Regions from separate parts of the Mus musculus genome. Here all the other regions are linked to region 1. The links are chromatin contacts, called in public HiChIP or PLAC-seq maps. All regions are on one chromosome and are shown on one strand. The core of a region is the stretch at or near the end of the contact, and the rest is flanking DNA. Distances in the headings are between cores, read along the strand shown. Region 1 has its middle 36 kb from the start of Mrps18a. Region 2 holds the start of Slc29a1 (solute carrier family 29 (nucleoside transporters), member 1). Region 3 overlaps Gm35456 (a long non-coding RNA gene). Region 4 overlaps F630040K05Rik (RIKEN cDNA F630040K05 gene). Region 5 has its middle 3.9 kb from the start of Gm46607.

The links. HiChIP or PLAC-seq counts read pairs in DNA pulled down with a chosen protein or histone mark.
Region 2: a contact with region 1 is called in a FOXA1 HiChIP or PLAC-seq map of pancreatic cancer cells. The contact joins the promoter of Slc29a1 here to the enhancer-like site in region 1. A contact is called at or near these places in 10 of 39 promoter capture datasets (the 3T3-L1 cell line, the C10 cell line, the HPC-7 cell line and 5 more), 4 of 115 datasets of contacts at active chromatin or transcription factors (bone marrow-derived macrophages, memory CD8 T cells, pancreatic cancer cells and 1 more) and 4 of 9 other capture datasets (adipose tissue, liver, macrophages and 1 more).
Region 3: a contact with region 1 is called in an H3K4me3 HiChIP or PLAC-seq map of bone marrow-derived macrophages, with 4 times the contacts expected there. The contact joins two enhancer-like sites. A contact is called at or near these places in 1 of 15 datasets of contacts at CTCF or cohesin (the NIH/3T3 cell line), 1 of 484 Hi-C or Micro-C datasets (bone marrow-derived macrophages), 7 of 115 datasets of contacts at active chromatin or transcription factors (bone marrow-derived macrophages, double positive thymocytes, embryonic basal ganglia and 3 more) and 2 of 9 other capture datasets (adipose tissue and liver).
Region 4: an HNF4G HiChIP or PLAC-seq map of pancreatic cancer cells shows a contact between it and region 1. The contact joins two enhancer-like sites. A contact is called at or near these places in 1 of 15 datasets of contacts at CTCF or cohesin (the NIH/3T3 cell line), 1 of 484 Hi-C or Micro-C datasets (bone marrow-derived macrophages) and 15 of 115 datasets of contacts at active chromatin or transcription factors (bone marrow-derived macrophages, craniofacial prominence, double positive thymocytes and 9 more).
Region 5: a contact with region 1 is called in a FOXA1 HiChIP or PLAC-seq map of pancreatic cancer cells. The contact joins two enhancer-like sites. A contact is called at or near these places in 1 of 15 datasets of contacts at CTCF or cohesin (the NIH/3T3 cell line), 1 of 484 Hi-C or Micro-C datasets (bone marrow-derived macrophages), 6 of 115 datasets of contacts at active chromatin or transcription factors (craniofacial prominence, embryonic hindbrain, embryonic stem cells and 2 more) and 1 of 9 other capture datasets (embryonic stem cells).

The regions. Positions count from the first base shown.
Region 1 is chr17:46,072,451-46,076,557 of GRCm38.p6, forward strand. No RefSeq gene overlaps it. Among named protein-coding and RNA genes, the nearest start is that of Mrps18a, 36 kb to the right of the region's middle. Within about 2 kb of position 1,686, at least 230 of the 459 cell types and tissues checked have an H3K27ac peak or open chromatin away from gene starts, as enhancers often do. A contact at or near this core is called in the HPC-7 cell line, the NIH/3T3 cell line, adipose tissue and 10 more, where this site is marked.
Region 2 is chr17:45,593,733-45,597,839 of GRCm38.p6, forward strand. It overlaps Slc29a1 (solute carrier family 29 (nucleoside transporters), member 1), which reads right to left and starts at 1,798. Exons shown (of 14, transcript NM_001357771.2): 1 at 1,750-1,798.
Region 3 is chr17:45,701,167-45,705,273 of GRCm38.p6, forward strand. Gm35456 (a long non-coding RNA gene) reads right to left here. Exons shown (of 7, transcript XR_385596.4): 7 at 1,962-2,207. Among named protein-coding and RNA genes, the nearest start is that of Mrpl14, 17 kb to the left of the region's middle. Within about 2 kb of position 2,270, at least 90 of the 459 cell types and tissues checked have an H3K27ac peak or open chromatin away from gene starts, as enhancers often do. A contact at or near this core is called in bone marrow-derived macrophages and liver, where this site is marked.
Region 4 is chr17:45,765,782-45,769,888 of GRCm38.p6, forward strand. The region is part of intron 2 of F630040K05Rik (RIKEN cDNA F630040K05 gene); the gene reads left to right. Among named protein-coding and RNA genes, the nearest start is that of Gm46607, 21 kb to the right of the region's middle. Within about 2 kb of position 1,655, at least 230 of the 459 cell types and tissues checked have an H3K27ac peak or open chromatin away from gene starts, as enhancers often do. A contact at or near this core is called in the NIH/3T3 cell line, bone marrow-derived macrophages, craniofacial prominence and 3 more, where this site is marked.
Region 5 is chr17:45,782,734-45,786,840 of GRCm38.p6, forward strand. No RefSeq gene overlaps it. Among named protein-coding and RNA genes, the nearest start is that of Gm46607, 3.9 kb to the right of the region's middle. Within about 2 kb of position 2,373, at least 20 of the 459 cell types and tissues checked have an H3K27ac peak or open chromatin away from gene starts, as enhancers often do. A contact at or near this core is called in pancreatic cancer cells, where this site is marked.

The sequences.
Region 1 (4,107 bases), core at 436-2,935:
AGGACATAAGTAGATCTCTGTTTTTATGACCCAGACCCTCAGGCTCATATTTGAGGATGCTAAGATAGATGTGGCTAGACTACGTCTGCCATTTACATTTGAGCTCAGTACCTACCCTCTCTGGGCTTCTGTTTGCTCTGACAGCTTTCTTGTCTGCCTGGCTGTGTGTATGTGAGGGTTGACACACCGAGAGTGCCATCTCAGGTGTTCTGGTTGTTCTACGTCAGCACCTAGACAGGTCGTCAACACACAGACAGTGCAGAATAGAGTGGTGGAGACCCAAGTCATCCTGGGAGCACGGAGAGGAGCGTCACAGTGCCAGGTGCCACTCAGCCAGAGAAAAAAGAGGGGTTGGACACAGATTCCCTCCCCACTTTATCTAGCCCTGCTTCTCTGGTACCCACTGGCCGCCCACAAGGAAAGTATCTCTCTAAGGGATAGCATAGGTGGGTAAAGGTAAAAACAAAAACAAACAAACAGAACCAGACCATGGTCTGAGGATGGAGCTCAGTGGGTTGAGCTCTTCCCTGGCAGTCAGAAAGCCCTGGGTTCGATCGCCAACATATAAACCAGGCATGGTGGACCACAACGTATGTAATCTCAGAAGTTGAGAGATGGAGGCAGGAGGTCCTCTGAGTTTCATGCTGTGGGATGTATGCACCACACGCATCATACACACACACACACACACACACACACACGCGCGCGCGGCAAATAAATAAAAAATAAATAGAATATAAAAACGTAAACCCCATCTCTCTTCATCAAAGATACACTCGTGGCCGTGGACCCACCCCTCACCAGGGCGGGCAAGACAGTGCCATGCCTTTCTTAGTCATGTCTTCCAGGGCCCTTGCTCTCCGAAGTGCCTGTGGCATCTGTGAGATGGTATAGGTAGGGGACAAAAAAAGCAAGGGCAACTCCCATTCAAATCCCTTCCTGGACCCTTTAGTTCCATGTCCCTGAGCGACCCTTTTGTCAGCCCCATGGAGGGAGGGCAAAGACTCCCCCTTCCAGATGGGTCCAGGGAGGCAAGAAGAACCTACATCATTCTTAGGCACTTGGCTCAAAATGGTAGTGAGCTGACAGGGTTAGAGAAACTGGACGGGCAACATTAGCGTTTGCCCTTTAACCTTTCCCCTCATTCTGCTTCACACATAGGTGTGCGGGGAAAGCCTAGTCCACAGAGACAGGGATGTAGGTCTCCAGTGGCTAGAGGAAGGAAAGACAGATACTGCTGCATAGAAGAAAGACTTGAATCTGAGGTAAGAGGTGCAGGTCTGCAGGACAGATAGGTGGAACTGGCAGGAGAGTTAGCTCTTGGAAAACACCGAGGGCAGGGCGGAAGTCAGCCGGTTCTCCACCCGTCACAACAGCATGCTAACATGGGACCATTCCTTGTCTACTAGTCTCTCCCCAACACCACCTGACCAGGCAGCCCCATTCCCAGTCCTGTGCCCACAAGGACCAGGATGTGGGCAATGCAAGCCAGACAAGCCCTGACGTAGACAGCCCCACGACCCCCAAACGCAGCCTCCTCCACAGCCGTAAGTCAAATAGTCCTTGTGGTTTGGCCACCAGCCAAGCGCCCACACCCCAGCTCACGGGACCGCAAACTTCCCTGTTGCATCAGGTTACACAGCGCGTGCACACAAGCCGGGAGCTTGTTACACAACCTTGGTGCGCGCGCTCGACACCCACACCCTCCGGGTAGCCTGCGGGTCACACAGAGGAAACCGCAGCCTTGTGTGTATAGGGCACAGGCTCTATTCCAGACTTTTGGCATCCAGACCCGGAGGATGGACGGGTAGAGAGTGTGTGTTTGGGGGAGGGAGGTGGGGTAGGGTGGGGTGGGGTGAAGACTCCTGGCTGGGAGCCAGGGGCTGGGAGCTCTCCCAGTGCCTTGCTTGCTATGGAACCTCAGGAGCTCACATTTGGGAGCCTGCTTCCTTCCTTCTACCACGACGGTCCAGATGTCCCCACCCTCAGTGCGAGTTAGTTTCCTCAAACCCCTACCAACCTTTCTTTTTTAATGAAAGCAGAGACGGGGCGTTAGATGAGAGGACTTCTAAATGAGCTTTTCTTATTTTATTACACACATTAGTTTTAATCTGGTCAGTTCTCCCATCATGTGTGTTCTGGGTCTTGCACTTCAGTTGGTCAGACCTGGCATGAAGCACCTTTGCCCTCTGAGCCATCCCACCTGTCCTAAGGGGGCCTTTTCTGTTGGAACTCTTCCAGAAGAACTGAGCCCCTCTGTCAAGCTTAGGGAAGGAAATTTTCTTCTGTGCACTTTTTTAAATAATAATTTTTATTAGAATACAATTACATCATTCTCTGTGCACTTGTTCTTTGCATTATCTTAGAGGAAACATGTTTCACTCTACTTTATAGTAAGTGGGGGAGGGGTGCAGTTGAGACATGAACCTCCCTAGGACCCACATGCCCTCTAACCCAGATAGGACTGTAAACTGGTGTTTCGCTAAGCATTTGTGGCAACACAGGTGCAGATAAACTCAGGGGACCTTGATAAAATGAGGTTTACACGTTTCCTATCCTTGGTTACCAACCTGCTGAGCCAGAACAAGAAGAGAGATGCCTTGGGCCCAGGTGGCTTCTATAGAAGGCATCCCTAGAGACTTTCCAGGTCCTGCTGGAAGCTGGGCTCAGTAGGCCATGAGCTCAGGCAGCTGTGGAGGCCTACAAGGACATCAGGGCCAGATGACCAAGATAGTCACTTTCAACTACATGAGGCAAACCTCAAGCACCTGTCCAGAACTGGTCCTGCACCCTGGCTATGCAGACAGGTAATGATGCAAGAGGCCCACTACCTTGCTAAAGTTACTTAGATCTGCAGTGACCCCTGCTGGCTCTAGGCAAATCAGCCATCTGGCGAGAAGGCCAGGCCCTCCTGTCCCCTCTCCACCATCTATCTGCCTTTCTGTCATGCTCCGCATTAGCTTTGACCCAGCCCCGTCAGGATTCCCCCATGACCACACCCCACTAACAGGGTCTCCCTTCTTCCTTCCATCCCTATAGGCAGAATATTGCCTATAGGCAACATGTTACTGAGTTCTGGGGCCAGTCCTGGGGATGTAACTACACAGGACTCAAGGGCAGTCAACCCTGGAAGATCAAGGCCACCACACTAATAGCAAACCTTCCTCGACTTTCCCAGGAAGGGAGCCAACCCCTTATGGTAGATGATCCCTAAGAAATAAACACCATCCCTATATCAGCCCAGTTCTCAGGAGGGAAACTGAGGCACATACTTTTTTTTTTTTTTTCAAAAATTAAGTAATAAAGCAAATGGCAAGTCTCGGCTTGGAAACTACTAAGCCACCACCAACTATGCCAATTTCCCACTAGCTTGTCCCAAGGGCACCTCTAGTATTCAAAGTACAGTCTTATCTGCCCCATGCTCACCGCTTTGGGAAAGGGTGACTCAGTAGGCCTTGCCCATGCCCTTCAGAAATGGCCCTGTCATCTACATGTGATTGTCATTGAACTCTTTCTTGGAAACCTACAGATTTCATTTTTGTGCCTGGGACTCGCCCTCCTCAATAAAAGCAGCTTAGCTGGAGCTGACTCTGCCTTGGGGGGTGGGGGGGTGGAGTGGGAGGGGGATAACACGACATAGGATTTACACCTGGCCATTCAAGTGCCAGCACATTTTGACCACAGTGACTGGCTCAGAAAGGACATATGACCAACCCTGGCCAATCAAAGGCAGTCCCAGGATTTTCCTGAAGCCACTGGGAACAAAGACTAGCTTTCCATTCTAAAGCTGCTGAATAGGTGTGTGTGTGTGTGTGTGTGTGTGTGTGTGTGTGTGTGTAACTGTTAGGAGCTTTGCCTGGGGGACATTATGCCAAAGAAGGAAGTCCACACAGGACAACAGAGGCCAAAGTCCTGACGACATATTGTCCAGGCTGTGCCAAAGACAGACCCACCCCTGAACTTCTCAGTGGCAGAAACCAATAAATACATACACACACACACACACACACACACACACACACACACACACACACACTGGCCCCTATTGTTGTCTCCACCACATATGAGTTGAGTCCCTGTTCTTTGAAACTAAGATCTTTCAAAGCC
Region 2 (4,107 bases), core at 548-3,047, 480 kb before region 1:
ATAGCCGCTTTTCTATTCTGCTGTGGGTGAAACCCAGACGGGCCAAATCCCTCAGTACTGGACAGCAAAGCCACACACCTCCAGAAGGAGGCAGAAGGCTCCTGCTGTTGGTTAAGGACTATTTGCTGAGGGTCTCTGTGGGTCCGCCAGGCATCCTCCTAGGCACTGGGGACAGAGCAGCAGCAAACAGTAGCACTGCTATTTATCTAGGACAAGAGGGTTCTGCTGCGGCTGCGGGGAGCCTGAGGACTCAGGTTTCTATTAGATAGTAGGGAAGGGACCCCATCAAAACATAGCTAATTCTCCACCGAGCACCCCACACCTCTCCCATGCACCAGCAAAAGTGAATACAGCCACAAGCCAGAGGGAGGCTAACTCTTCCATCATAAAACTGGCTTAGGCTTGGACAAGTATACACATACATATACACACACACACACACACACACACACACACACACACACACACACATCACTTCTCCCCTTGCAGAAATTCCCACCTCTCGGGTTCCACCCACATCCAAACATTCCATTTGCTGCTTAGGGGCTTTCTTTACTTTTGTCCCAGTAGAGATCTGATAGCAGTTCAGGGCCTCTGGTATCATTTCAGCCATGCCTTGACCTGCCGAGATGGAGAGGCCCTGAAAGCTATCGCCCATCTGAGGCCTTCCTGCGTCCTAAGGGTCCTCTCACATAGCTCAGTTTCTCAGCCTAGTTTCTGCTACATCGGAATCTTCTCTTGAAATCTGAGGATGCCCCTCTTCCAGCTGCCCCGTTTCTACTAAACAGTTAGGGCGATTGAGGTTTAAAGAGGCTCCATCACTTGAGAAAGCCCGCAGAGCTGGTGAATGGGGGTGACAGCATCAATACTCAATGTACCGATCATTCTAGATTCCTTCTCAAGTGGGGAAGGCAAAATTAACAAGGCTCCTCAGCTATTCGTGTAGGCTTCCAGGAAGGCAACAGTGCTCCAATTAAAGGGTTAAAACAAGTGGGAGATTCAGGCCATTCTTTCACATAACATTAGTTTCAGAGTCATGACAACTCACAACCATTCCACCACGCATATATTATTGTATGCAAAGGTCACACAAGCAGGACAAGAGGAACAGGACGGAAGGAGGGTTAATGGAGAAGAGGGGGTTGGCTCAGGCTTGGCAAGAGGACCCGAATGGGGTATAAGGTGCAGGGGTGGAGAGAGCCTTCATCCAAAGGAAGCCTGGGTGTGCGCGTCAGTCCTTTATCTTGTCACACGTTCACTCTCCGCGTAGAGTAAATGAGGACTCGCCCAGGAAAGGGAGGCCAGGAACAGGAGTTTAGTCTGTAAATGGCCAGCTAGCTCCCTTCACGTCCATTTGTATTCCCGCATTCCCCATCCTCCTGCCTCGGGGCAGAAGGCAACACAACCCCTCCCTCTAGTTCACACAGGACTGTAGCATTGAACTACCCACACGCCGATCCTCTGCGGAAGTCAACACAGCGACAGTCGCTTCCAGGCCCAGAAGCCAGGCTGTCTTGGGCCCAGCTCCGCCCTGGTCCCCACAAAAGGAGAGTCCCCCTACCCAGAGCCAGGCCCATGCGCGCCACGTGCTGGCGCTGCTCTGCACGCGCCGCGTGGGGGCCGCACCCCAAAGTCCCTGTCGCGGCCTCGGAGCTGGCAGACCGGGCCTCCTTTTCCCTCCTGGCAAGCCGGACACTCCACTCTCTACCCCGGAGTCCCCAACATGTCCCACCCAAGCCCTACGAGCACCTGCTGGAGAAGGACACCTCCGGCGACGAAATCTGCGCGCTTGGCCAGCGCTTCCCGCGCCCGCCCGAGCGCTTTCAAACCCGCCCTCTGCTGGGTCCGCCCCGGGCCCGTGGGAGCCACCTCCTCCCGGCGACAGCCCCGCCCCCAGGCTCCTCGCCGCCCCCTCAACAGTTCACCGGCTCCCAGTCAGAGACCCTACGCCTAGGGCCGCCAGGGCTGCTGGCTTCGATGGCGGAGCACGTCTTTGGACCCTTCCCAACTGTCACCCGGACACGCGAGCCTGGGAGGGGGGCACGGGCCCCCCACTGCGTACCCCTAATTTCCGCGCTGGCCCTGCGCTCCTAACTCCTACACATTCCACGGCGGGACTCTTGCACAGACAGGCCCTCTGCTCACCCAGGTCCAGACGCCCCCACAAGCCACGCTCCACCTCAGGTGTTCCGTTATCCCTCTCCGAACCCCGCCCACGCCATTATTCACACTCCACCGTTTTACTGCTAGCAACCCCCTCACACACACACACACACACACACCCTTCTAATACATCCTTTTTCCTTTCCACTCCTCCTTTTCCCTTCAAGAAGACTTTCTGGGATACCTCAGATTTGAGCGTTCTGGAACCCAGACGCTGGAGGTGTTTTGTTTTCTCTCTCCTGCCCTCAGACTCGCCGCACACCACACAAACAGCATCTCTCCCCCCCCCATCCCCATGTTGCCTTGAAGGCTCCTTTATGAAGGCATAAGAGGACAGCCCTGAGGCCTCTAAGAAAACTGAAACACAGCTGGAGACCGGAGAAAGGGGAGCCAGGAAGAAAGGCCTCACATCCTGCACATCTTTGTCCTAGCCAGCATTTCACTGTCCCATGTCCCATCCCAAGATAACCCTCGGGGCTAGAAGCCTTGCTGAGCCTCTTACCATTCATACCCCTCCCCTTCCTTCCTTCCCCCCCCCCCCCCCGCTGGGGTACAAAGGAGGAGGGACCCCCTACAGTAGCACTCCCTACTGATGTATCCCAGAAGTTGGGGAGGGTCCTGAGGCAAGAACATCCCATCCAGATTGCCTGTCTCACCCCACCTCCCTAAGGAACCTGTGCTCCAGAGAAACCATTGGAGCTAATTAACAATTACCAGTGCTAACATCGTAGGGAAAAGACGCACTCAGTCTCCCCAGAGGACGACTGAGCCCTTAGGAGGTAGCTGACTCTGTAGGACAGTGGGTTCTCTCAAGCTGCTCTGGTGGGGGCGTATACAGCCTTCCTGCTCCCACAGAGATGACACATCTCCCCACTAGCACTAAGCAAACAGAGGGCAGGAAGTCAGGCTTGGGTGGTATTTTTCTGGGCACTATCCCATGGCTTAAGAGTAGCCTCATGTCTGTCCACAACGCCAGATCCCTGCCCTGTTTGTCTGGTCTGTCTCTCCCTGCCTTTGCCTCCCTTCTTCCGTTGCCCCCCCCCACACACACACACCTCACCCCCTCTTTCCCTTCCCAAGTCTGGCTCTGTTACCATAGCTGGCACAGCTGTGGGAGAGATCGACTAGGCATGGTCAGGCTGGGAGCCCTTGTGTGCAAAGTGAGCTGGAAGTGGACAGACGAAGTGGTAAGGGTCCCAGCCAGACTGGGGAAGGCTGGTTCCTTTCCTCATGCCCACTGGGACCTGGCCGTCTATGCAGATGGCCACAGGCAGGCCTGTTATTATTGGAGAACAGCCCATCTGGCAAGCTCCTTGCATGGGTTCCAGCCAGCACCCACACCCCAGGCAGCCTCAGGCAGTTGCTGGTGCCCGGGCCCTCTGCTGGACAGCCCTGGGAACCCAGCTCGCACAAGCCTGGGCCTGGCAGATCCTCAGGCACGTCTACCAGGCCTCTCTTTTTACCTTCCTCCTCATATCATGGCTCCCCATTCCCTGTCACTAAGGTTGGGTCAGGAGGGCTGGTCCACCTGACCTCATGGCTCACCTTTATGTCCTGTCCCCCACCCCAGCTGGGACTGTGGCTAACTCTATCATTTCTGCCCCTCACCCTTTAGAAGGTAGGTTTGCTTCCCACCACACTCAACTCTCTCTCTCTCTCTCTCTCTCTCTCTCTCTCTCTCTCTCTCTCTCTCTCTCTTCCTCTCTCCTCTCCTCTCCTCTCCTCTCCTCTCCTCTCCTCTCCTCTCCTCTCCTCTCCTCTCCTCTCCTCTCCTCTCCTCTCCTCTCCTCTCCTCTCCTCTCCTCTCCTCTCCTCTCTCCTCTCCTCTCCTCTCCCCTCCCCTCCCCTCCCCTCCCCTCCTCTCCCCTCCCCTGCCCTTCTCTCTCTCTTTCTCTCTCTCTCTCCCTCCTCTCTCCTCCTCTTTCCTCTCTCCTCTCTCCTCCC
Region 3 (4,107 bases), core at 1,020-3,519, 370 kb before region 1:
AGATCTAATTTGTAGCTTACCCCCAACCCCCACCATGCCCACAGCCGGTACTTTCTTTGCCCATGAAATATTTATAATCACAGATTATGTTTCCTTGGGAGTGTAAGCTTGCTTTTGTTTGTTCCCCTTCTGTGCCCTTAAGAAAGCCACCCCTGTCGGGTTGTAGGCCTCACTCGTCTTCCAGAGTTACCAGGGACTTCCTTGCACTGTCTTTGCTGGTGTCCTGCCCACCCACGGTGTGACTCTGCCACATTGCTACAGAAGGACTGCGGGTGGGAAAGGTTCCTAGCTCAGCATCTGCAGTTGGGAACCGGTCACTGGCTCGCTGTGTGTCTCTCGGCAAGCCACAGGCTCAGGCTGAAGGGGAGACACAGCTCATCCTTGGATGGCCTGGTACTCAGGGCGTCTGGTTAACGGCTTCACTTTGCAGAACCAGGCTGACACTAACTATAAGCGTCCTTGTCCCATCCACTCAGAAGGATGTGTGCATGGCTACAGATAGGGACCTGGCCAAAGCATCCCTAGAGGCTGTCTGTCTCTGGCAGGAGCGTCAGATGGTCTTTTCTGACATCCCCAATGCCATCAGCCCTGCCTCCAGCATGGTCTTGGCTTTCTTCACCTCCTATGTTCCTTCGTGGTCCTTGTTTAGAGAACCCTAGAGTGTCTCCTGCTGTAGTGCAAGCTGGCTTTGGAGCTTTCTGTGTAGACCGGGCTGACCTCGTTCATACTTGCACACCTGCCTCGGCCTCCCGCATACTGGGGTTATGGCTATGTGGCACGTGGTGCTAGGCCTGGCGCAGGCTGAGAAAAGATGGAAATTGCATTACTCTGGAGTCCAGTGCACAGCTGGAGTGATACTCGCATCCGTACGTCTGTGCATCCCATCTGTACATCCATCCCACAGCCTCTTTCCTTTCCCTAACTCTGTAATTCGCTCTTCAACCAAGAAAGAACTGGTGTTCTGTTTCCTTCTCTCCCACCCGTTTGGCTGTGGACCATTGGTTCGTTCTCAGCCTTTGCGACGTATTTTTGCTAAACGGTTTTACCAAATTTGAGTCGCTTCCTCTGCCTTTCCTGCAGATGAAAGGGATTATGGGCTTGCTTCACCCGTTCAGGGTTGTGATGACCTCTTGCCATTTGCTTGACAGTCTGACAGGCCGTCTGTCTTCTTGGATGGCTTTTTGAAGAGGAAACACTGACTTTGAGAATTTGAAAAGAGCTCTTGCATAATTGGGATACCCTCGGGTATTATGAAACCTGGAGTGGCCAAGTGCTTGAGGCCCAATATTTACATGCCAAACAGAGGGAGGCAACCCTTGCTCACCCAGGAAGGAGGGGCCAGATGGCCGTTTGTTACCTGGGCCCTGCCCATTCCACCTGCCAGATTCCTATTGATTTTACCTTGCTTTCCCAGAGCTGCTTGGCCTAGGAAGCCAAGGCTGGCCCTTCTCTCCCAGATGCTAGCCTTAGCACTGGCTGCCACACCTAGCCTCTGGTGGATTTTCAGAGCTGGGAGTAGACTGTACTGCCCTTTCTGGGTTAATTCAGTGCCTTCCTGGCTAGCCTCAGCTGATGTCCGGAAAGGGGTGGGCATGTCGGAGCCAAGGAGTGAGCTCTGTGTGTCCATAAATCTTCCCAGTGTTCCGTTCATAAGAAACACTAACTGAGTTTGCTGCCAGCCCTGGTTCAAGGGTGTGGTGAGAGAAGAATGCTTAAATTGAGGTTTTAGGGTTCTTTGTAGGGCCTCTTTTTCCGGGACAGGTCCCTGTAATTATAGATAGTCTTGTGGTTTCCCAATGATCCCAAACAACCTTTGCTGCACACCTCCCAGCCCATGGGCACCCTTTGTATTTAATCTTTTTCAGAGACTTTGTGTGTGAATATGTTCATTTTTGTCAGAGATACAAACTAATTTTAGCCCCCATTCTCTCCAAAGCGTCATATGTTTCTGGGTTTGAAATATTTATTTTTATTTTATGTTTCTTAGAGGCCAGAAGAGGTGTCTGATCTCCTAGAGCTGGAGTTACAAGTGCTGGAAGCCAGGGGTCCTTAGGGAGACCCCTTCCCTGACAAACCACCCAAGAGAAGCGACTTTAAAGCAGGGAAGACCTCCTCTGGTTTGTGGTTTCAGGCCACGGTCAGCTGTTCCATTGCTCTGAGGCCTATGATGAGGCACAGCATGGAGAAGGCTCCTCCCATCCCAGGGCCTGCAGAGCAGAGAGAGGAAAGTGTTAACCTCCCATTGTCACTTTCAACCACAAGCTGCCAGGGCCTAACTTCCTTACACTAGGCCCTCCCACACAGGGCCAACAGGGGACCGAGCTCTTCCACGCGAGCCTATAGGGACATTGAAGACCTCGGTCACGGAATTGCTGTTAGGCTGTGAGGATTTGGAGGTTTCCATTTCAAGGTTCTGTGCTCGGGATGGAGACGAGTTGGCAGAGTGCTTGCCCAGCGTGCATGGAGGCCTGGGCTTGATCCCCAGTGCTATTCCACACAAGTGTGGGTGCATGCCTCTAACCCCGGTGCTCAGGAGGCAGAGGTAAGAGGATCGATCACGAGTTTAAGGTCATCCTCGGCTAAGTTTGAAGTCACCCTGGGCTACATGAGACCCTACCTTTTTTTTTTTTTCTCCCTTAAAAGGGTTAGATTTAAAAATCTAATGCTCAGAGATGCAGAGGGAGTCTTTCTCCTAGGTCAAGGCTTCATTGTAGTCAGCTGACATAAGGCTTAAGGATGGTTTATTTCAGAGCCAGGCTGAAGTAAACTTACCAGCCTTCCCTATGACCATGGAGATGTGAGGGCTAAAGAACTTCCTGAGGGATTGGAGAGATGGCTCAGTAGTTAAGCATGTGGCATGCAAGCCTGAGGCCAGATACCCAGCACCCATGACATGCTGGGTGGGCATGGGAGCCTGCCTGTTACTCCAGCTTAGGAAGGTAGATACAGACTGGCCATATCATGTAGCTCTGGGTTTGATTGAGCACCCCTGCCTCCATGAATCAGGTGGAAGAGCTCATGACCTTCACATGTACATGTCCCCACAGACATGTGGCCAAACACATGCACAACACATGTAGGAAAAGTGTGTGTGTGTGAAAGAGAGAAAGAGAGAGAGAGAGAGAGAGAGAGAGAGAGAGAGAGAGAGAGAGAGAGAAAGTTCCCAAACATTATGTATGAAAATAGCAGCTTTGGAGCTGGAGAGATGGCTCAGCAGTTGATAGTACGGCCAACTTGCTCTTCCAGAGGTCCTGAGTTCAATTCCCAGCAACCACATGATGGCTCACAATCATCTGTAATGGGATCTGATGCCCTCTTCTGGTGTGTCTGAAGACAGCTACAGTGTACTCACATACATAAAATAAATAAATAAATAAATCAGGAAGGAAGGAGAGAGAGTGAAAGAGAGACAGAGACAGAAAGAAAAAAAAAAGAAAGAGAGAAAGAAAGAAAGAAAGAAAGAAGGAAGAAGGAAAAAGGAAAATGGCAGTTTTGGGACATATCAAGGTCTTCAGATCCTTAGCCTGGCTTGCTTTCTCCCTGAGTCAGGGGACCCCTAGGGCTCTTTCACCTCTGATGCTGAAGAATTTGCTGGAACATGCTTTGAGAGTTAGCCCAAGTGTCATATGCCTATAATCCCACAGTGTGAGAGGTAGAGGCAGGAAGGTCGGGAGTTTGAGGCAAAACCCCATTTCAAAATGAGACAACAGAAAACTCTCCCAAAACAAGACAAAAAACCCTGTGGATGGGACTAGCCTAAGAAGCTGGACTGGTTAAAAAGCAAGGCTGCTATGATGTGGGGGTTTGGTTTTCAAGAACGACTTGGGTACAAGTGAGGCAAAGCTGAGGACCGGACTGGACCAGACTGGGCAGGAGGCAAGGCATTGGGGATGCTGTGTGGACACTCCCTTTTGAGCCCTTTGTCCCCCACAGCCTAGGACAACCCGGGAGGGCCTCCCCTCCAGGACTGAGCACTTCCTTATCTGGATCCCCATGGCTTCTGAACAACACAGTTGCAGGCCTGCTTCCGTCCATCTGTCTGTCCCCCACAGGGCTTGTCTAAGGCCTTGTAATGATTAGCCTCCCTTGTCGACTTGTGAGACTCAC
Region 4 (4,107 bases), core at 405-2,904, 310 kb before region 1:
GGCTGAGCCCTGTACTGACCAAGCAACCTGCAGAGGGTGGGGGCGACTGAGGGAGCCTGGCTTTGGGGGTCAGCTTTGTCCTGTTAGATGGAGGGACGGACACCAGAGGTTTGGGGACTTTCCTTCGTCTCACTTCTACCTGAGGGGTGGGGGAAGGTAGAAAGGCTAGAATGCTGGTTGGCAGGGCTTGAGTTCAGGCAGTCCTGGGAACCTTGCCTGAAGTGCCTGAGACAGAACAGCCATGAAGGCTGGCCTGACCAGGCTAGCCAAGGGGCAGGAGCAGGGCATTTTTCATTCATATTCCTGCCTCTGCATGGCAGCCCACATTGCCACCCCTGTTCCTGGGCTCCCAGCCTGATCCCAGGCTCTGCCTGCCCCTTGGCAGCCACCACCCAGCCTATCCACCCAGATACTTTCGAATTCCCATGCTTCTAACCGCTCCCTGGCCCCTGTGGGGTAGGTGTGCTGAAAGAGGCTCAGGCACAATGTGGATGTGTACATGTAAAACATATGTAGTACGTATGTGCCTATCTATGTACCTGAGTGTGTCTTGATGTGCATAGAAAGTGCACGTGAGCATGTGTTTGTGTGTGCATGGTTGTGTCTACGAGTCTGTGTATATGCATGAATGTAAAGTGAGTCTACATGAGTGTGTGTGTGTGTGTGTGTGTAGGTATAGGTTGTGTAGGTGTGAGAATATATGCACAACAGCTCATGTGAGTGAATGAGTGTAAGGGTGTATACCAAGGTGCATATGAGCCCATGTGAGTGTTTGAGGGGGTGGGGTAATGAGGAGTCAAATCTGCCCCCTCAACCCCCCCCCTGCCCGTTTTGAAAGGCACATGCTCCTTTTTTGGGGAGGAGGTCACATGCCAGTACTTCTTAGGACAGATCTTGTAAACTGAAGTTCCCCATTCCCATGGCTCGAATCCATGACCTGGATTAGGAGTGCAAGATAACAGCCATGCATTTTGGGGGGACCTCCTTCTCATCGAGCTGTGGGAGTGTCCAGAGTGCCCCAACTTGACCGTGGAGAGTGGAGCAGAGCTGAGGAGGGCTGCCGCTGATTCCAGGAGAATGGACCCCGTCATCGCTGAGGCTCCACTGGGAAGCTGGAGACTGGGAGGTCCTTTGGACAGTTTTTACTGTTCCCAGCCTCAGGCCTGGCCTGGATTTCCCTTGAGGGGACAGCGGGAGGGAACCGCAGGACTGGATTGGTTTATTCAATGAAGTAGCAACATCAGTGTGTTTCCTGCCAGCTTTTCTTCCCGCCTCACTTTCTTCTCAGAGAATAGAAACACCCAGGAGGGGTTTTCTTTCTCACTGGCAAGCCAGAGTGGGGGTGGCTGGGGCCCTGCTATTGGCCCAGGCCCTTGTCATTACAGGCACACCCCTTGGACTTGAGCCAACTCCAACTTCAGCAAAGGAGAGCAACTGTATTAGCAGCTTCCTGCCCAGCCCAGGGCTCTCACTGGGAGAGGCCCCATGACCTCTGCTTGAAAGGCCAAGGCTTTCTAAAGAGGCAGGTCAGTCCTGATCTCAGACTCTTGTTCCCGACTCTCTCTGGTCCCAGCTAGGTCTTGAAGTCACAATAGCAATAGGGCTCAGGGGGAGCAATATTATGCCAGGTTCAAATCCTGGTTCAGCCACGTGGTATTGAGCCACTTGGTACTGATAACTTCTCTGGTGCCTCCCACCTGTGACTAGGATATCCATAGGACTGACGTCATAGCTTTCGTTTTCTGTTTTTTTTCTTTCTGAGAGTCAATGAATTCTTGTTTGTTTGACCCTTGAACTTGACCTCAATCTGTATGAGTGGTTGTTAAACACTTGTCACTTCCCCAGGTATGAGCGGCTGAGGTGGAGGTTGCTGGAGGAGGGGCTGTCCGTCCGATTACCTGCTCATCCCCTGCTCTAAGCTCCACCCCCAAACCCAGAAGCCTCTGCCTTTTGACTTTCTTCTTCAACCTCTAAGTCCCATCCCGCCAGGCAGGTGGACGGCTCCGCCTTCATCTCAGACCAGTGATTGAGGAGGCTCCTCATTTCAGTCCCCCCCCCCCCCCCCCCCCCCCGTGGCTACAGTAGCCACTCCCAGGGCACCCCATATGGCCGGCCTCTCTCCAGTGCCTTGTAGCTCCCAGCTGCCCCAGGAAGGAAGTGGATGTTCTGTCCACTGGGCTGTGGCCTCAGGCTTTTGTTTGAGGCTAGAAGGGTTCATTCATGTAAACTCACACACCTTCCTGAAGCTATAGGTCTGATCAGGTTCGGGCCTCCCACACTGGGCTAGGGACTTTGTAGAGACTTCTCTTGCCTTCCAGGGACCTTCATCTCCCCCTCATTCTGGTTCTCTGCTCCTAAGACCTGTATCCTACCTGTGCTCTAAAATCGAGCCCCATCTTGACTCCCACTGGCAGTGCTATGAGGCCAAACTGGGAGGTTCAGCCACCCACATGTCCCAGAGGGTGCCTCATGGCCTTGGCTGCCTCTGTATAGCCTACCTCTCTGACTCCAGCACCTCCACTGGAGCTGCAGGCAGATGTATGACAGCCTTGTCATGAATGCTCAGGTCCTGCAAGAAGCCTGGCACGGCTGCTGCTGCTGCTGCTGCTGCTTCTGCTTCTTCTTCTTCTTCTTCTTCTTCTTCTTCTTCTTCTTCTTCTTCTTCTTCTCCTTCTCCTTCTCCTTCTCCTTCTCCTTCTCCTTCTCCTTCTCCTTCTCCTTCTCCTTCTCCTTCTCCTTCTCCTTCTCCTTCTCCTCCTCCTCCTCCTCCTCCTCCTCCTCCTTCTCCTTCCTCCCTCTACCCCTCCTTCTTCCTCCTCCCTCCTCCCCCTCCTTCCTCCTCCTCTTCTTCATGTTTTTTTTAAAGATTTATTTATTTTATGTATGTGAGTACACTGTCACTATCTTCAGACACACCAGAAGAGGGCATTGGATCCCATTACAGATGGTTGTGAGCCACCATGTGCTTGCTGGGACTTGAACTCAGGTCTGAGAAGTTAGCACTCTTAACTGCTGAGCCATCTTTCTAGTCCCAGGAGGCCTGGTTTGATGTCAAGAAGTCCATTTCAACTTTCTTCCCTAGCATGTCACATCTACTCTGTGTCCTCCTAAGCCTGGCAATGGGGCAGAGATGAAGAAGACCCAATAGGTCCCTCCCTCCAATCTTGTCTTCCCCTTGTCTCCCCCTCCTTTCTCTCTCTTTTGCTCAACTCCCTCTTGTTTCTCCCTCCCCCTGTTCACTCCCTTTTCCTTTCTTCCTTCTCTTCCTCTTGTCTTCTTCCTCTCTCCCACCTCCTCCTTTCACCCTCTTCCCTCTTTCCCCTCCCTCCTTCTTCCATTCCCTCTTCCTCTCCACCCTCCTCCATCTTTCCCCGAAGCATTGGTGAGCAGCTCCTGCAAACTGGTACAGACGGGCAGTGATTTTTTCAACTTGATTGGACCTAGGTTCCAAGACGGATGGGAGGTGGCTCTGGGTGGGTGTTCCAAGGCATTTCCTGGAAGGATTCGCTGAAGGAGAGGAGCTCCCTAGAGTAGGTGGTCCTTTCAGGCAGTGGCTGCTCCACTCTAAAGGAGTCTGAGAGATAAGCACAGTTGAGGTTGCTCCCTGTGGGTGCACACATCTACTCTGCCACATCCACCACCACATCTTTCCCTGCGTTTGGAACCCAGCTTCATCTTCCAATGGATTGGTGGCTCCCAGGAACCCTCCAGTCCCTCAGCATCAGACTGCAGACTGCTGAGGCCCCTAGCCCGGTGCACTGAGTAGCCTCAGGAGTCTCAGCCTCTTTAGCATGCCAACAGCCTATGTGGGACTCCCAGCCTGGAAAGTCAATCTAATAGATCCTAATATATATCCATTCAATCAGCTTAAAAGCCTTGACCAATATACATATTTATTGCATGATGGGGCTCAAGGAGTACTCACTGTAGTTCCCATATTCACCCTTGTTTTTTTGGGGGGGCTCCCTGAGCTGGAGATGAGGCCCCCAACATGCTGTCTTTGGCTCTCATAGATCCCCTGAATTCTTCATTCATTCCCATCCACACAGGAGGTGCCTGCTCTGGGAAAAGCGGTCAGCTTCAGGCTTCCATCACAGCAGTGGAGAG
Region 5 (4,107 bases), core at 1,123-3,622, 290 kb before region 1:
GTGAGCCAGGTGTGGTGGCTTTGATCTCAGGACTCTGGAGGCAGAGACAGGAGGTTCTCTGTGAATCTGAGGCCAGCCTGGTCTACAGAGTGAGTTCCTGGACAGCCAGCGCTACACAGAAACCATCTCCAAGAAAAAAAAGGTTTCTTAAGTCCATGGTCACTTTGGGCCTACAGCAGCTCAGTGCACAGTGGGGAAATCTGAGGTGGAGGACGCCTGTTTACCTCGAGTGGGATGCAAAGTAAGGGTCACCGACCTAAGTGACTCTACCAGGGTGGGGAAGGCTGCAGTGCCAAGGAGCAGAGACACGTCTCACAGGAGTAAACTGAGATTCTGGCACTTGCGTCCTGACAAGCCGTCTGTCCTTCACTTTGGGCTCTCTTGAGCCCCTGTGTCTAGGATGAGGCACAGTAGGAACCATTGGCTTATGCCATGCTGTGGGGAAGGACCCGGGTGAGGCAGATGTCCCACACTGGGTCGGGGATGGGAGAACACAGAGCTCTAGAGCTCTGAGGCTGAGGCAGGACAACCTGCCGACCTCACCTACTCCTCCATACAGGTGCTTGCGAGTAGCGGAGCCCTCACCAGCCTCTTCCTCCAGGTTCCTCGGAGGCATTCTTTTCCCAAAGTCAGGTGACCCCATCCTACCTTTCCAGTTTCCTAAAGCGTTTATGGAATCCCCTGGGCAGGTACAGATGCCATCACTACCCTCAGGGAGCCATTTCTGTGCCCAGGACTTTTGGGGGTGGTGAAAAGGTTGGGTGATTTTCCAGTGCAGAGTCTTGCAGAGTTGGAGGAGCTGTAGGCACCTGTGTGGGTGATGGGATGGGGCCAGGTGGCTAAGGAAAGAACCTTCACTTGTCAGGACCATGAAAGAAGCAAGCCCTCCCAGGCCCTCCGTTCACATGGTCTTTTAAGAGAAGGGGAGGTGACCCTATGGCTTCGTTTCTATCACTGGTAGGAGACAGACATCTTCCTTTTCTTCTCTCGAGCAAAGATTAAGAACATACAAATGGGGAGGGGAGCGGGGAACTAGAACTTTAGCTCAGTGAGTAAAGTGCTTGTCTGTGCAAGCAAAAGGACCCGGGTTCGGATCTCAGGCACACACGTAAAACTCAGGCACCGTGGCACACATCTGTAATTTCAGTGCTAGAAGGCAGGTGGAGACCTGAGGATCCCAGGTGGGTGGGGCTGGGAGAAGCTCACTGGCCAGCCAGTCTGGTCGGAAACATTGAGCTCCAGGTTCAGTGAGAGAACCTGTCTCAAAAACTAAGGTGAAGATCGACTGAAGAAGACGTCAGATGCTGAACTCTGGCCTACATATGTGTATGTATGGGTGAATGTACCCACATGTACATGCATGCACAACACACACACACACATACACACACACTCGAACATAGATATAAGCACAGTGCTGGGACTCTAGGCAGAATGAGGAAGAGCATGGTTGACTGTGTCTAGCCAGAAAGGCCAGAGGAGACTAGACGGCTACCATGCCGGGAGCATTGAGGAGTTCTTATGAGCTTCTGGTATGTTTCAGAAGGGACACCTGGACTGGCTCTGTTTTCCAGACACAGGAACCTGGGAATACAGAGAGGAGGTGGTCACATGAGGAGGTTCTCTGTTACTAAACGAGGCTCAAGGCAGAAGAGCCAGGATGGCCTCGCTTGAAGGAGTCGGGTGCGATAGTCAGTGGGGGACCTTGGAATGAAAGGCAAGATAGATGCTGAAGGTTGGTCTTGGACAGGGAGCAAAGGCAGGCAGGATGCTAGGTAGCGTGAGGCGCCTGGGGCAGTTGAGTTGCTTCCACCAGCCAAAACCCAAGAGGGCTTTCCCTGGAACTCTCTTGCAAAATCATGGCGGCATCTCTACTGATGTGGCTTCCTGTGGAAAGTAGGTGCTGTTGGTGGGTCCTGGCATGAGCCTCACTCATTTCCAGTCTCCTCAATTTCTGTACCAGGCCCAAGCCTCCAGGGGGAAGCTTCTAGAAAACACATCCCAGATGTGCTGAGGGAGACGGAGCCAAGAGAGCAGGATGACTACTCTTTTGAGAAAGGATGCCATTTCCCCTTTGGATCAACAACTTGGTGTTGCTTAGAGAAAACGACACCTCCCATCCTAGATCTGGGGATCCCTGGGCTTGGAGAATCCTTTTCTAAACCTTGCTAGAAGCAGGTTTGCAGAAGGCGGCGATCTGGCAAAGGGGAAGCCAGAGGGAACAGTCTCTGCTTTTAAGGACTCGTGAGGTTCTCCTGATTTCAAGATCTATAGACTTAATCATGTCTGTGAAGTCCCCTTGGCCTGGTGACACAACAGTCATAAGTTCCGGGCATTAGGGGGTGTGGCTCACCACAGTGTTTATTCTATCAGCCGTATCTTTGGCATGTTATCTTTGTAAAGCCATACTTATGAACGTATGCAGTACTGTCTGCTGGCAGCTCAGGATATTTCCCTCCCTTTTCTGCCCAGGAGGGGCCAGAAGCCAGAGAACGAGAGTCCTCAGAATCCCCTGGGTGCCAAAGAGCGACACCGCCACAGGCTTCGGTGAATGGAAAAGAAGCTCCAGTGTTGCTCACCGTCTGAGGGCAGATGCGTGGGCTTTGGCAGATACAGGATTTAGGCTTTTGCGTTGCTTTGATCCTGGAGGCTCAGGTGTCTTGTGGTTTCAGCCACTTCCTGACTTCCTAAGACCTAACAGGAAAGCTGAGCCATCCCTTCCCAGCGTTGTAAATATAGAATCCCCTGTGTTTAAGCAGAGCAGAGCACCTGAAGTGGTCTCCATGTTCTTGACTAACGCAGTGCCTTGTTGATGATCACGATTTATGACCTGCTGGCTTGTACTTAATAAGATGCACCAACAAATCTGTCCGAGGGTCATGGAGTATTCAAATTTTGGTGATTACCTGATTGCAGAAGTGTTTCCTGGTTTTGGTATTATGTCCACATAGTCAAGAACCGCTCTCCCTGCACACCCACACAACCCCCTCCCTGCTTGGCAGTGAAACTGAATGCACTGTCAGACATATTTACTCAGAACACATTCTTGAAATGCAATGTTTTAGTTGAAAGACATTCACTTTTTGAAAGCATTCGTGCCTGTTTCCAGAGAAGTCTTCTGTGTTGTCTTATTTTGGCCTATAGGACATGATTCTCCACGCTTTCTTCCCCAGCTCAGTTCCTTCCTTCCTTCCTTCCTTCCTTCCTTCCTTCCTTCCTTCCTTCCTTCCCTCCTCCTCCTCCTCCTCCTCCTCCTCCTCCTTCTCCTCCTCCTCCGACCCAGGCACTGAACTCAGTCTTGTCCATGTCTGTCAAGTGCTTTGCACCTGAGCCACATTCCTAGTCTAACCTGGGCTTCCTTCTCTTTTTCTACAGCACAGTGCAGATGGTGAGTGAATCTGACTGCTTCTGCCTTCAGAATGCATCCACAGCCCTCGAGGGTCACCATCGCCATGTGATCAGGCCTGCATCCCATCTCAGCTGGATCTGACAGTGGCTCGGAACCATCCCCGCCTTGCTCAGCTTCCCCTCATCCTCAGTAGCCAGAGATTTTGCTCAACTGTACTCCAGACCATGCCATGCTTAGCTCAGATAGAGACCCTCATCTCCTCCAGGAAAAAAAAAGCCAGCACATGGCTGTTCATGAAACCCTACCTAACCAACCCCTATTGCTCCTCTGACCTCCCCATCCTACTCCTTGGTTCGTTGTCCAGCTTGCCCCTTGAACCTTCTTGTTTCTTGGGTGTTCCAGGTGAGAGACCGTGATGAACACCTGTACCAGTTGTCCCCTTTGCCTGGACAATTCACCCAGACATCTACAAGTGGGGCTCCTTTGTCCTGTCATTTGTCCTTGAGCAGGGACTTCTCTGAACCTCCTGCCTAGCAACCTTTCACGTTCCATTTCTGGTTCACTCCATAGTACCTACCGCTGTCTATCTTCAGACAGTGTCTCCTGTCCTCTGGTTCTCGGCTATGTGCATTGTGTAAATACTGGAGAGCTATCGCCACTGGCTATAAGTGTGAGTTGAATGTAGACGTGAACTTGGGACATTTGCTGAGCCTGCTGCACCCTGTTTGTGCTGTTGTTTGTCCAACGTAAAACTAATT